2 separate regions of the Sus scrofa genome follow, and region 2 is linked to region 1. The links are chromatin contacts, called in public Hi-C maps. All regions are on one chromosome and are shown on one strand. Each heading gives the region's core, a stretch centred on a gene start, on an enhancer-like site or on the middle of the called end of the contact. The rest is flanking DNA. Distances are from core to core; before and after follow the strand shown. Region 1 holds the start of TTC37 (tetratricopeptide repeat protein 37). Region 2 holds the start of RFESD (Rieske domain-containing protein).

The links. Hi-C and Micro-C count contacts between places; a contact is called where the count stands out from the background.
Region 2: a contact with region 1 is called in a Hi-C map of skeletal muscle, with 2.7 times the contacts expected there. The contact joins the promoter of RFESD here to the promoter of TTC37 in region 1. A contact is called at or near these places in 3 of 47 Hi-C or Micro-C datasets (embryonic fibroblasts, heart right ventricle and skeletal muscle).

The regions. Positions count from the first base shown.
Region 1 is chr2:102,160,988-102,168,335 of Sscrofa11.1, reverse strand. TTC37 (tetratricopeptide repeat protein 37) reads left to right here and starts at 4,316. Exons shown (of 43, transcript XM_021084546.1): 1 at 4,316-4,440; 2 at 4,929-5,068. It overlaps ARSK (arylsulfatase K), which reads right to left and starts at 4,247. Exons shown (of 8, transcript XM_003354206.5): 1 at 3,977-4,247; 2 at 2,294-2,423. The coding sequence starts at 4,114.
Region 2 is chr2:102,241,633-102,249,263 of Sscrofa11.1, reverse strand. It overlaps RFESD (Rieske domain-containing protein), which reads right to left and starts at 5,476. Exons shown (of 4, transcript XM_003123769.5): 1 at 5,341-5,476.

The sequences.
Region 1 (7,348 bases), core at 3,067-5,566:
CAATTATGGGTTGACTATGGCATTTATCATTTGCTCAGTAGTTATGTTGGGGACACACGTGCTAATAGCCCCAGAGTTTGGAACTTGGCTTTGGTAATTAGTTCATTGTTGCTGGTTTTTTGGAAGGTAGCATTATAGGATAGAGTGGAGCTTGTGCTGTATATTGGTGAGAGATTGCTAGAAGTGTTACGTGGATGCACATAAACCTAATAATCTGACTGCTTCAACTCATGGAAATGTTCTCATTTTCTTTAGAATACTCCGTACACCTTAAACTAATACATTGTTATATGTCAATTATTTCTCAGTAGAACTGGAAGAAAATCATTTTCCTTTTCCCTTTTCTGTGTACATACCTAGTAGGGTTGAATCCTTTTCTAATCTAGCAGAGGTGAAAGACTCTTTATGAGGAGTAGAATGGTGCATTACCTAGGTTTGAGTCCAAATGATGCTAGTTACTGAGTGACCTTTAATAAGTTACTTAGGCTTTCAGTACTTTAGTTTTCATCTGCAAAACAGGGATAATAACAATACCTCCTTTATGGAAATGCGAGGATTATATAAACTGACATGTAAGGCACTTGGAGTATTGCCAGGCACACAGTAAGAAAGCAATAAATGTTAGTTTTTATTACTCTTATTCCTTCTCTTTCAAACTCTCCAAAACATACTTCTTCCAGGAAAAGATCACCTAACATTTTTGAAACATTTAGAGTTCATTGAGCACTTTTAAAATCCATTATCTCATTTGATGCTGGGAATCACCCTCTGAGGGACACAGCACATGCAGCACTCTGTACGTAAGGAAACTGAGAGACTTGCTTGACATGGTCTAGTCATTGCCTCACCCTAGTCCACTGCCAATTCTACTTGCTCAGTAAAGAATAAAAAATTAACAAAAGTTTTTTTTTAAATATATCTGGTCCTTCATTATTGAAATATCCTTTATAATATAGCTTAGGTTTACTTTAATTATTGGTAATTATGTAATTGTGCTGAAAATGTAGGTGAAAGAACTCATGACTCAACTTACAGAGAATATGACATCAGGAGCTTATGAAGAAAAGAAAATTACTGAGTGCTATTTATGGGTTCCAAAGCAAACAATCATAAATTAGAAAGAGGAAAAAGAAAACAACTCTGTTGGAGAATAGAATTTATAAAAATGGCAATTTCCCCTATTTCTCAATTAGTCGTGGTTTAATATCATTGACATTTTGCCATTTAAACTATGCCTATTTGATCACTTACATGTGGAATCTAAAATATGGCCCAAATGAACCTACTTACAGAATAGAAACAGACTCACAGACATAGAAAACAGACTTGTGGTTGCCAAGGGGGAGGGCAAAAGAGTGGGATGGACTTGGGATTTTGGGGTTAAAAATGTAGACTATTACATTTAGAATGGATGAGCAATAAGGTCCTGCTGTACAGCACAGGGAACTATATCCAATCACTTGGGACAGAACATTATGGAAGGTAATATGAAAAAAAGAATGTGTATATATATATATGTATGATGGGTCACTTTGCTGTACAGCAGAAAATGACAATTGTAAATCAACTATACTTTAAAAAAAAGCCTATTTGTTAAATTATTATAATAAAAGCGAGTAATTAGACTTGGGATAGAAGTGAATTGAGATTGAAGAAAGATGTAAGAGAAAGCATGTAATCTGAAGTAATACAGAAAATACAGATAAACAAGATGTGTAAGAAGTTCTAACTACTTTGTGGTGTACTCTGAAGTCCCCTCGCAACTTTCTGTCTCTTAACTGCAAAATTTCCTTGGAAACAGAACCCTTATTGGAAAAAAAATGTTTCCTAATTTGCTTGGATAGTCATAAGATTCTTAGTCATGAGTCACAGGGAAATGAAATGATAACACATAAAGTAAACACCATTTTGGGTGATAAAATTCCTACTCTTAAAAAAGCCCAATACATACTTTAAAACATACATCACATATATTAAAAAAATTTTTTTTGAGATGCCAAATATGACTTACTACTCCATTTTTGGGTGTGATCTTTAAAAAAAAAAAAAAAAAAGAACCTTGTCATGACTTTTGTACCTGAAGTGCTATTACAATTTTTTAAATTTTAATTTAATACTTTTTTTGGCCATACCTGTGGCATGCGGAAGTTCCTGGGCCAGGGATCGAACCTGAAACACAGCAGTGACCTGAACCATACCACTAGACCACCAGAGAACTCCAGGTATAATCTTTTAAGCTGTGAAAACATTTTCAGTGTGAGGCCACTTCTAGCAATATTAAGCGTATTCATACCTGCACGTGATGGGCAACAGATTGGAGAGTTTGTGTAGGCATTCAGAAAGGAAGTGCCATGTGCTTTCATGAAGTTGATAAAAGGTAGTTTCACTACCTGACTTTCTGGATAAAATGTTAGCCTTCCATCCTGGAATAAAAGAAGAAAAGCATTTCCTGTAATTTTAACCATAAAATTCACAAGCAGCAAAAGACTTCAGGATGAGCCCAAGAATCCTCAAAAGATAAAAACAAGTACAGTGATTGTTATCATTCTCTGGTTCATAATATTGAAAATTCAATGTAGTGTGATACTTCGATCTATTTGAAGATAGTAAATATGTTAAAGGGCTTCCCGGAAAGTTTCTTTAGGGGGATAAAGGACTGATTGAGACAATGTTTATTGATTTATTATGTGCCAGGCACCGTGAAAGATCTAGAGATATGACGGTGAATAAAAACAGAGTCCCTGTCCTCATGAAGCTTACAGTCTAGTGGGGAAGGCAAAAAACATACTCATAAATAAACCAAGAATAATTACAAATTATTGTGATAGGTGTTTTGAAAAAAACCTAAGATACAGAATAAGAAGGGAGACCTACTTTCATAGAGTGAACTGGGGAGGCTTCTTTAGGAAGTGAGACCTAAAGAATGATAAAGATCAGCCATTCAAAATAATTTAAGGGGCATGTAAAGTGTTCTGCAAGACATACATGGGGATAACAATTAGGCAGCTAGATAAATGAGCCTGGATATTAGAAGAGATGTTTGGGTTGGAGATAATGCATAGTGGAATGGAATTGGGAATTAAAGAATTCTTCTTGGAAGGAGCAAAAAAAAAAAAGTCTTTCTTTTTTCTAAGTATCATTGACATTATAATTTTAGACATACGAGCATTGTGTTTCAGCAAGAAAGGATGAAACTGAGGTAATTGTTCATCTTTTGATAAACCTCTTTTAATACAAATATGGGGCTTTCAGAAATATCCCTTTAAAGTTTCTTATCAAAGGAATATTGATAGACTATAAAAGACTGGAGTCCTTTTTTCTTTTTTAAGCTGTGTGTTCCAACTTTGCCTTTAAAGATAAGAAAATTAGACTTTCTATTTCCCCTCCCCCAAAATGTGTCTTTTTGATTATCACATCTTGGTGGTGTGAATTGGTGTCTGATTGTGGTTTTGACTTGCATTTCCCTAATGATTTTATATGTTGATCCTATATCCTATAGCTTTGCTAGACTTATTGGTTCTAAAAGTTTGGTGTGGATTCCCTAGGATTTTCTTTGTACAAGATCGTTACCTATAAATAGAAAACTTCATACTTTATGACGTTGATCACTGACTGGAAAGCTAACAGGCTTTTATGATGATGCAGAAAGTTATTTTCCCCCACAACTGAATCAAGCGGGTGTATGGATGGAAAGTTTACTAGTGGTAAGATAATTTAGTGGGTCGTAGCCAGCAATTAAAACTTTTTTTGTAAAGATGCTAATCGGAGTGCGTTTTATTTACTGTGTTATATGCATATTTATGTGGTGCACGTACTTTGTGTACGGGGCCTCAAAACGTTTCTTACTTTGCATCGGGGTATAAAGCTTGTTTGAAAGTCTCAGATTCTGCTCCCCAAAGCCTGCAGCACAGGAAGGGCTGTGGGCCGGTGGAGGGAGTGTAGCGTGGCACCCCCTCCCCTGCCTCTCGGTACTTACGAAGGAGTCGCTCACGACTAGCACCACGTTAGGCGCATCTGGCCAAGCCTGAACTGCTCCCTGCCTCAGCCCACCTGCCCCAGGAACTGGTGCTGCCAGGGCCGAGGTGGCAACCACCGACACCCACAGCAGCAGCATTTCAGCGCGCTGTTCTGAGAGCGGGGCCGCTGGGTCCGCCCCTGCCTCTGGGAACTCGCTTGGGTGAGGACGAGGGCGGGGATCCCATAGAGCGCAGTTCGGCTTCCTCCAAGCTTCATTGGCAGAACTACAACTCCCATCAGGCTTGGAATGAGCACATGCGCAAAGTAGGTGTTCCCTTATTCCCCCCCAACTCACGTTAAGACCTTTTAATCAAACACTGAGCGAACCGAAATCCAGCTACTTCCAGTCACATGAGCCATGCCTGGGAAGTGCGCCTGCGCTCTGGCTCCACACAGAGCTTCTGTAGGAGAATCATTGCCCAGGTGGGTTTTGGTTGATCTAGCTTTCTGCAGAGTTGGCTACTGTAGGCAATTGAAATGATACCTACAGAGAGAAAGGGACAGGTGCCGAGGCTGCTCTTTTTGCGCGGAGCAATCATGACAGAGTGTTAGGTGAGACCGTGAACGGGGCGATGATGAGGTGGCGGTCACTTAAATTGGATTGGGTGGTTCTTTGTGGGGCCTCTGTCTGGACCGCCTAAGCTACCATATGGCCACTCTGTGGTCCCCTCGAATACCTTCCTCTCAAGCATATTTATAGATTGCCTCATCCTATTTCCCGCTTTGCTCGTACGGTAAGGATTTATTATGCTCCGTTGAAGTGAGGAGCGGGGCCTAGTAAGAAAAGTTTCGGCTCTAGGTGGGGATAAGCTTGGGTGCGCCTTGCCTTCAGAGTGCAAAGGAGGGAAGCTGAACGGGTTTTCGGGGGAAGAAATGTTGGGCTATGTGACGTGTTCGATTAACTGACGTAGGTTCAGAATTCCATTGTTTTGCTGCCGTGGTTTTGAAGAAATCACTGGTCCTTTTGACTCTTGGACTTCTTTGGAGAAATCTGGAAGAAGCAAATTTATGTCCCAGAGCCAAATTCCTGATTTCATTATTACAGTTTCAGGTATGTAATTAGTGTGTCCTGTTTGTCGTTTTAATGTTTTGACAAGAAAAGGAGGAATCGTAGTGTTTATTTACATAAAGTCAACTTTTAATGCTAATATCTGACTTTTTTGCGTAAAATAATTGGAAAAAGGGACAGAAGTTATTTAATACTCACATGACACTTATTATGTGCTGATCATTATACCGAGCATTTATTGAGTACTTAATGTGTGCATGGTACTTGTACATGGAATATTTTGTGTAATCCTCATTTTCACCATTTTTTTTTTTTCAGATAGGAAAACTGAGACTTGGACAGGTTAAATGACTTGTCCAAGGTTACACGGGGAGCCATTCTGAGTAGGAGTTGAATTTGAGTAGTCCATGCCCTAACTTATTGCAGTGGTCTGTCTCTGATTGCAAAATGTCATGGCATTCTAGAGAACTTACTCTCTGTTAGCCAAGTAGCCTTGTTAATAAAGCAGATCTGTGGGAGCATACAAGTATATGTAAAAGGAACTCACATTCTAGGGGAAAAAAGTGAAGTAATAATACAGCCTGAAAGGTAATACGCATAGGCTCTTTCATGAACAGGATGTTTCAAATATCTGTTTTGAGTTAATTTGGACTCTAAAACACATTTTCCCATAGAGACAGTGTTGACTGACATTTAGATTCATAAAAAATATATTTAATTTTAGCTATGGTGTAGTATTGATTTTGTAAATTGTTTACTCTCTGACCTTGTTTTCACAGGCTGTGTATTCTGAATTCCTGGTCAGGATGACAGAGACACATCTTTTTGCTCCTCTCTCTCCCCTCGGCAGTGTCAGTGGGAGCACATGCTCAGTGGGTTGGAGCAAGGTGGTATTTTAGGGCCCCAGACATATTGTGTTGCAAGATCTAAGAGACTTCTAGCTAGTCGTACTTCTCCTCTGGAATTCAGTTTGTCCTGCAGTGAATATCCCTGCCAAGTGGATTATGCAGTCTGTGCCTTTTCATCTCCGGTGATGTGGTGATGTGAAACACACTTCGTTTGAGCAGCCCATTCCATATTTGTACAGGTCTCATTATTGAAAATTCTTATTTTGAACTCAAGTCTGGTTCATTAGTCTGTTTATCTCCAGTTTTACATGGATAATCTCTGCCTTGCAACAGCCCTTCTCACCTTCCCCACCAATTTTTTTTCCCCCGGGCCTTCCCCATTTCCTTTGGGTACTTAGGTAATTTCAGGTTTGTTTGTTATTTGATCACTCTTTTCTGGACATAAAGCATGTTTACTAGTCAGTAGCTTACCCTGTCGAAAAAGGTACTTTTGAGTTGTCTTTGGGCATCTCTCAGTGTGTACATGTTATATATAGTGTCTTGTAGTGAGGGTAGGGCTCCATTATGTATATGTTTAAGTCATCAGTTAAAGATTTGTACATGAGGGGGATTTTTTTAGTGAAATACTTAATTCTGTGGTTCAGATCAGTTGAAAGTTTTGGTCTAGGTTTTGGTTCTTCATAGTGTTTTTGGTTGTTTTGTGTGTTCGTTTTTTATATCCAGAATACCAGCAGCACTATATTCTGCCCTAAGAAAAGAAGGCTAAATGTGCAGTTAGTGACTATATGGAATAAATTCAGTATTGTCTTCACCTGCTGTGGTTTTGTGACTACTTGTTAAATATCCACAATGTACTAGATACTAGGAAATAAAAGAGAGTAGTAGAAATATCTTTGTTCCTAAGGAACTTCCAGTCTAGTTATGAAAAACAGACATATACAGACCTGTCTATTTAATAACAGCATACAAGATATCAAAAAGTACATTTAATTGCCAAAAAACCCCCCCAAACCAGAATATCCCAAATGGTTCTTTGGAGAATGCTAGTGTACTTCAAAATGATAATTACTATTCATTGATATAAATGTTCCATAGTAATATGAGTAGTGTGAGTTACTAACATTAGATTACAGTAGTATAAATAATATGTTATTAACATTTTGGAAATGTTAGTATAGACGATGAGTGTTAGAAGTTCAGACTAGTGTGAGATTTGTCTGAGAAGGCTTTACGCTTAACACTTGAATTTGGTCTTGAAATGAATGTAGCATTTGGATTAGCTGGAAGGAAGTGTGGACAGGCTGAATGGGAGAAGTAAAGATGTAAGCTGTGGAAATTGTTGGGGGTTGGTGAAAAAAGTAATATGAACTAATATTGAAAAAGGAATTCTTCCTTTCTCACTTGAGCAAATTGAGAATTACTGCTTTTGACAGTAGAGAAAAAGAAAAACTAATTTGAGTAGATCATAGTACTT
Region 2 (7,631 bases), core at 4,227-6,726, 80 kb before region 1:
TGATGTGCTTTGCTTAGAATGTTTACAAACTATAGACCCAATTCCCTGACAACAAGAGGGAAAATTTGTTAAACGGCAGTGCCAAGAGGCCTCAGGCCTTCTGATGGCCTCTCTAAATATTTATTTGATGACTGATTGGAAGTTGGAAAATGTTAGGGGGAAAAGAGCATGGCTGGCTCAATTAGCTTTTTTTTAAATTGAGGTTTAATTGATGCACAACATTATATTAGTTTAAGGTTAAATATCAATAATGCTTTGATATTTATATTGAAATGATCACAATAATAAATTTAGTTAACATCCGTCAGCATACATAATTACAGATTTTTTTTCTCCTTGTGGTGAGAACTTTTAAGATTTCTCTTATCAACCTTCAAATAAAGACTCATTTTAGAAGTTTATAAAATGGAGAAATTATTTAAAAGTAGAATATGTCAGCGTATTAGGAATGAGCTTTATTTTTGTTGTGAGCCTCATGGGAAGTCTGAGGAATGAGCTTTATTTTTATTATTTTTTTATGATTATTTTTTCCATTATAGCTGATTTACAGTGTTCTGTCACTTTTCTATTGCACAGCAAGGTGACCCAGTCACACATACATGTATACCTTCTTTTTTCTCACATTACCATGAGGAATGAGCTTTAAAAGAAGAAATTCATAGGCTGCTGTTTGAGAAGGGTAGTTTTTTTTGTTTTGTTTTTTCCTTTTGACCATGCCTGCAGCATGTGAAAGTTCATAGACCAGGAATCAGACCTGTGCCACAGAAGTGACTTGAGCCACAGCAGTGACAATGCCCAATCCTTGACCCACTGTGCCACCAGGGAACTCTGAGAAGGGTAGTTTTGAGCCGTAAGGATGATAGATCCTAGATATTATATAATCCTGGGCTTTAATATACTGAGGTGTAGGATGAAGGATGTTAGTGTGTGTGCATATGTGTGTTGATGAGAAAAAGCAGAAACTTTGAATTCAATGTATAAAGGAAAGCGTTATACAAATCAAGTTTAGGAAATTATAGCGGTGTTGAATTTGTATTTTGAAGTTTGTATTGTTTTCCCTTGCTCTAACCTACTTTTTAAAAGGATGGAAGAAATCACACATGTGCTATTTTTAAATTATTTCACAATAAAAAAGGAAGAATACAGTCTTTAAGAAAAGGCAAAGAGGACCGTTGTCATGATTTCTCTGGATTAGTTATGGCTGACTATAGGCTGGACTACAACATCTCTAAACAGTTATGTAGTTTTACTTGATTTTGGCAGGTACCCAAAGTACACAAATTAGTCAGGTGGTAATATTTACCTCCTTAGTGTTGTATGTGCAGGCATTAATGCATTTTGTGGCAGAACAGACAGAGGCAATAATGATAAGACAAATGAGAACAGACAGACTGGATAAGGAGGAGAAAGAGGCTAAAGAGAAAGAAAAATGTGGAATATACAGCACATGTAACAAAGGATGAAGATTTAGAATATATGAAGAACTATCAACTAGTAAGAAAATGCCAAATAACTGTTAAAAAGTGGGCAAAAGACATGAACAGATATTTCACAGATGAAATTTGAATGGTCGGTAATCACATGTAAAGATGCTCAACCTCATTAGTAGGAAAATGTAAAAGAAATGTAAATCATAGTCACAAGAAGATACTATTTTCTACCCAGCAGACTGGCAAACAATTATAACAAGTATTGGTGAGGATAATGGAACAACGGATAGAAATGATCTCAATTCGAGTTACACCAGTTTGGCATTACCTAGTAAATCTGAATATATTTATGACCCAGTAATCCCACTTCAGGTATATTCCAGAGAGGTGTGCACAAGAATGGTTATAACAGCAAAAGACAGGAAACAACTCAAAACCCATCAACAGAAGAACAGGTGATTTTTATATTCATTCAACACAGTGCTGTGTAGCAGTGAAACGTGGCTATATCAGGTTGGATAAATTTAAAGAATGAAACATTATTTTTAATTTTTTGCTTTTTAGGGCCACACCTGTGGCATATGGAGGTTCCCAGGCTAAGGGTCGAATCGGAGCTGTAGCCACCGGCCTACACCACAGCCATACCAACACCAGATCTGAGCCGCATCTGCAACCTACACCACAGTTCATGGCAACGGGCAACGCTGGATCCTTAACCCCCTGAGTAAGGCCAGGGATCGAACCTGCATCCTCATGGATGCTAGTCAGATTTGTTTCCGATGAGCCACGATGGGAACTCCAAGAATCAAATTTTAAGTGAAAACAATTTTAAGAATTCAGAGTAAGTTTCCACTTTTATCAAATGCGATGTGCAAAAACAGGCAAAACCAAACAATATATTATTCATGGATAAATGTATATAGGTCATACTTACCAAGAAAATGGGATAGTAAACAAACTTCCTTAAATATCAGCATATTACAGTTACTCTTCTATTTAAAATTACTATTTTTCAATATTTAAATTGCATCCTACTTTATGTAGCAAATGGTCCAAAATCTGAGAAAGGGGATTAAATGGTACCTTCTATCAGAAAATGTGCCTGTACACAGATCATGGATGGCCTATTTGAAGTTTTTGTACAGTTTATTTCAAAACTTGCCACTAGAAGAGGAAATAAGTGAATAGTTCTATTTCAGGCAAAAACTAGAAACTGGCATCAAGCAAATAACAAAATACATGACATGTGAAGTAGCATCAGAAGTTAGGTTCTACCCAACTCCCAAATAAATGAGAACCAAACATTACCTTCCTCAAGTTTCAATCTCTTAGAACATAGAGTCTTTTCAGGTTTTTCCCCCAACCAAGGAAAACTGTAGAGAACTTTGCAGGGGCTGATAAGTAATAAGCAGAGAAGGCTGGGGCTAAATGATAAAGGTTTCAGAGAAATATGATTAGTCTTGCATTTTGCTTAGGTAAGTATTACCTCATCCTTCAAATAATTGTTCCCTCTATTCATCATAAATGGTTCTATTTACGTCATTGGGTGACTCTTTATAATTAACACCCATATTATTAATAAAATATTGTGGCTATCACAGTTCATTCAGACCAATAGGAGTCAGTGTGTTCACTTTAATCACTGATTTTTTGATGCACTATTCACATGCTCCCAAAATTTCCTTTATTTTGAGTCACCTTTAAGACACGAGAATATTAACAGAATAACAAGAAAGTGAAAATTAAACAGCTTATTCCAGTTTGGGAGCTAAATGAAGAAAACTTCCTTCTGAAAAGTTGAGCCTTTTTTTTTTTTTTTTTTTTTTTGCTTTTTATGGCTGCTCCCATGGCATGTGGAGGTCCCAGGCTAGGGGTCCAATTGGAGCTACAGCTACCAGCCTACACCAGAGTTACAGCAACACCAGATCCAAGCCGCATCTGCTACCTACACCACAGCTCACGGCAACGCCAGATCTTTAACCTACTGAACGAAGCCAGGGATTGAATCCGCAACCTCATGGTTCCTAGTCGGATTTGTTTCCACTGCGCCACGACGGGAACTCCAAGTTGAACCATTTTGCTCCACGGTTCTCTTCAAGAAATATTTTTTGGACTGTCCCTAAAATTAGGTTTCTAAAAATGCTAACACCACATAAAATTACAGATTAGATAAATGGATCCTTTGTCTCTCTTAGATACCTTTCCAGCATTGGGAATCTACTCAGGTTGAATTTTTAAAAAAGCATATGGTTCTATAAGACAGTGGGTATGAAAGAAGCATGAAAGTAAAGGAAATTATTCTTGAGCACAAGAGCACTGAGGCGTTTTTACTAAGTTTGCGGACTTGGCCTACACGTTATTAGAATACAAAGCTCCAGAATGACACCCTTGCTTTTAGGTTCAGAGAAGAGAAATTAGTTTTATAACTTTTTGGATGGCAGAATAATAATAGATATAAAAAGCATATCTTCGCATATATGAATTCATTAATACTCAAAAATACCAAGGGGTAGGTATTATACCTATTTTCCAGAGGAGGAAACTAAGGCTACAGGATCTTCCTTAACAAAAGCTTGCCCAGATTCACAAAATAGCAGTTAAGAATCAAACTGAGATCTTGAGTGTAAACTTTGTGAGCATTGATATATAAATATTAACATTTCATCTAAGCATCCACAGATTTATAAAAATAGGTGGTCTTCTAGTAAACTTCTAGCAAAGTAAATGTGTGTGTATACACCATGTGTGTGTGTGTGTATCTCCAAAGATGATTTTCATGAAAATTTTTGCTGTTTGCACCTGTGGCATATGGATGTTCTTGGGTTAGGGGTGGAATCAGAGCTGAAGCTGCAGGCCTACATCACAGCAACACCAGATCCTGAGGGCATCTTCAACTCAAACCACAGCTTGTCACAACTCTGGATCCTTAGTCCCCTGAGTGCAGAGGGGGATGGAGCCCGGATCCTCACCGAGACTATGTCAGGTTCTTAATCTGCTGATCCACAACGGCAACTACTACTGAATTTTTAAAAATTTAGGCACAATAATGTACAAGAGTTGTGTCAACGAATGTTTAAAACAATACTTCCCTAATAATTTAATAAAATCACTTAGTCACTCTGGAGGCCAATACTGTCCTCTGTGATATTAGAGATCTGTGAGCACCAGGTGAGTTCACCTGGGTTTGAATCCTGGCTCTGCCATGACTTGAGGGAAGTCAGTGTTGCTGCAGTTTGCCAGCTCTAAGAAAGCCCTGCACATAGGGCGGTGGTGAGGGGTATATATATGCCTGACCACAGTCAGGTGGCTCGAGTAGGGCTTAAGTATGAGAAACGCTACCATCATGTAGAGATAATCGCTAAGGTCCTGCCCACCGTGCTAGCCAGTGGGCAATGACCTCAAGCTGTGTTTAACATTTTAGCAAAGACAGCATGCAGCTGTCAGATGGAGCTGTGGTCAACAAACACAGAGCACCAGCGTGGCTGTCCAGATGTGCTGGATGGCTCCATCTACAGACTTCTGGAGATAGATATCTAGGACCGCTGGGCCGCAGAAACCCTTGGGCAGTTATTAAGCGTTGGAGGTTACAAATGCCAGGAAAGCTTGTTTTAAAACGCCCGGCCAGCCCCACTGAGGCGGCAGGTCCGGGCTACAGCCCAGTAAACCTTTGTGGTGAACAAGCATGATGGGTTTGCAGTGTGGGGCGGAAGCCTGCCCTGGGCGTTAATGGTTAAGGGACTTGGGGTCCACAGCGGAAGAACCGCGGCGCTCAGCAAAGCCTTGGAGCAAATGCCAAACGACAGTCTCCTTCGCCGCTTCAGGTTGCCGCCGCCGGAAGGGAAGCAGCGAGCCTTGCAAGCCCGGCCCGGCCCGGCCGGCAGCCTAACCCCCAGGCCGGGACAGAACTTACCTTCCTCAAATCCCGCGCTCCACCTCCGTGTGACCCGGTCGCTGCGTCGCCGCGGAAGGCTATTGCAGGAGCCAGCGACCGGAATACGGCTCAAAGCTCCGAGGGGCGGGGCGAAGCCGCTCACGTGACTGAGCATGCTCTTCCCCCAGGGCCTCCGTGGCCTTACTGGCCATTGGATGATTCCCACCCGACAGATGCCGCTGGCCAACCGTGCTCGCACGCCAGGACTTGGAACTGACAGTCTTAATCCTATGTTTGACAAACCTCGGTGCCACCAATTTATTTTTTTCTTTTTACCACCACACTTGTGTCCTGTGCAGGTTCTCCTGCTAGGGGTGGAATTGAGGCTGCATTTGCTTATGCCCGAACAAAAACGGATCTGAGCTGCATCCGTCTATGCCGCCTAGGCTTGTGGCAATGCCGGATCCTTAACCCACTGAGCGAGGCCAGGGACCTAACCTCTTCCCCACAGACACTATGTGGATTTTTAACCTGCTGAGCCATAAGGGGAACTCCCGTCAGTTAATTTTTAAATGTTTGTTGAGCTCACCACATTTATCCAGATTTTAAACACCACTGGGGCTCTCACTTCTAGGAATTTACCTTTTAAAAATATTTGCGGAAGTTCCTCACAGTTGCATGTAATCTAAGTTCAGAGATATTTATTTCAAGGAAAAATGACAGTAGCGCTAATGATCAACAGGGAAGTGGTTAAACAAAAAAGAATTAGACATGTGAATTACTTTGCAGCCACATACTCAAGAGCAGATTTCAAGATATGGATGAATTTGTTAAAAAGCAGAGTATGGAATAGTATGTGTGGTGTGCTTTCTTTATAGTAAATAAAAGTTATTTCTCAAGATACTAATGTGTAGATATGTACATTTAAAAAAATATGGTTACTTTAGGGGAGATAGGTTTTCACTTTTGTATTTTGAACTTTGCAACTTGGGTTTTTCTCTGAATTTTTTAAAAAAGAAAAAACCCACAAACCACGCACCTCATATTCGCATCCAAAGTTGGAAGCTATGTGAGTGTGATAGCGTTTTTTTGTTTGTTTTTCCTTTTTTCTTTTTTTTTTTACAGTTTCCTTGGCTGTCTTCTAAGCAGTGATCCTTAACTTTGGTCACACTTTAATCACCCGGGAGTCATGATGAACAGACCAATAAGATAACTCTCTAGGGGTTGGTAGGAGGAGGGGGAATCAACATATTTTTTCTAACTTTCCCAGTAAATTCTAGTGTGACCTCAAGGTTGAAAAACTAGTCTATATTTAATACAATGACACACTGATCTGAGGTCCTAGAGAGGACCAGTGGGCTTGGGGCAGCTGAAACCCCAGAGCCTTCTTCATTTACCTCAGTATGTCATGTAAATGCTGTAAGCCAAAACATGTAAAAGATTGAGAAGCTCAGAATAATGGATTTGATTCCAATTTTATTTCTATTCTGCCCAGTATAGTTTTAATGTGATAGTAATATTTTATGGGATAATTTCACTTTTGACCATTTGTTCCACTGATCCAAGCACAAATTAACCATCTAGTTTTGATAAATTGCTTTACTAAAGTGATAATAAAATACATTTGATTTATTATCATTTACAATACCCATTAGCCATCCCAAATTATTTTATTGGCACATGGAGCATGTTAGCAGTACTCAGCTTGTATCATTGAAAGAATAAGTAAGGTTTGCCGTTTTTTAATGAGTATTACTTCTTTTTTGCTTTGGCATAAACCAGGCATTAAAGTAAGACACATCTTAGATCCACTGACCTTAAATCTAATTTTTGAATGGATTGAATACCTCAGTTGATATGCACTCATATGTGCATAAGATGAATGAGAGAGAAACGCACAACTTTCTTTTATCTCTACCTAAAGTATTGATGTGGTTAGTTATGGGAAAGTATGACTTGAAAGCTGTAGTGGGATGCAGAATAAACTACCTCTCTCACTTCTGAGACGCAAACGTATGTGCACAGCCTAGCTGGCACAGGTGCATGAGTTAATGACAGGAACCCATAATGCCCATCTGAAAGTTGTTACAGTTCGGGATAAAATTTATGATTCCTACTGTCATTTCCCTTTTCTTTCTTTTTCTCCCTTCCTCCTTTCCTTCATCTCTCTCCGTCTCCCTCTGTCTCTTTCTCTCTCTTTCTTTTCCTTTTTTTTTTTTTCTTGACAATTGATTAGTTCCAGCCAGAGTGGGCAACACCACCACAAAGTTCTACCTGGGGACATGTGGGGGCAGTTTCTACTTCTGTCATTCTGTTTGTTCCTTCCTCCT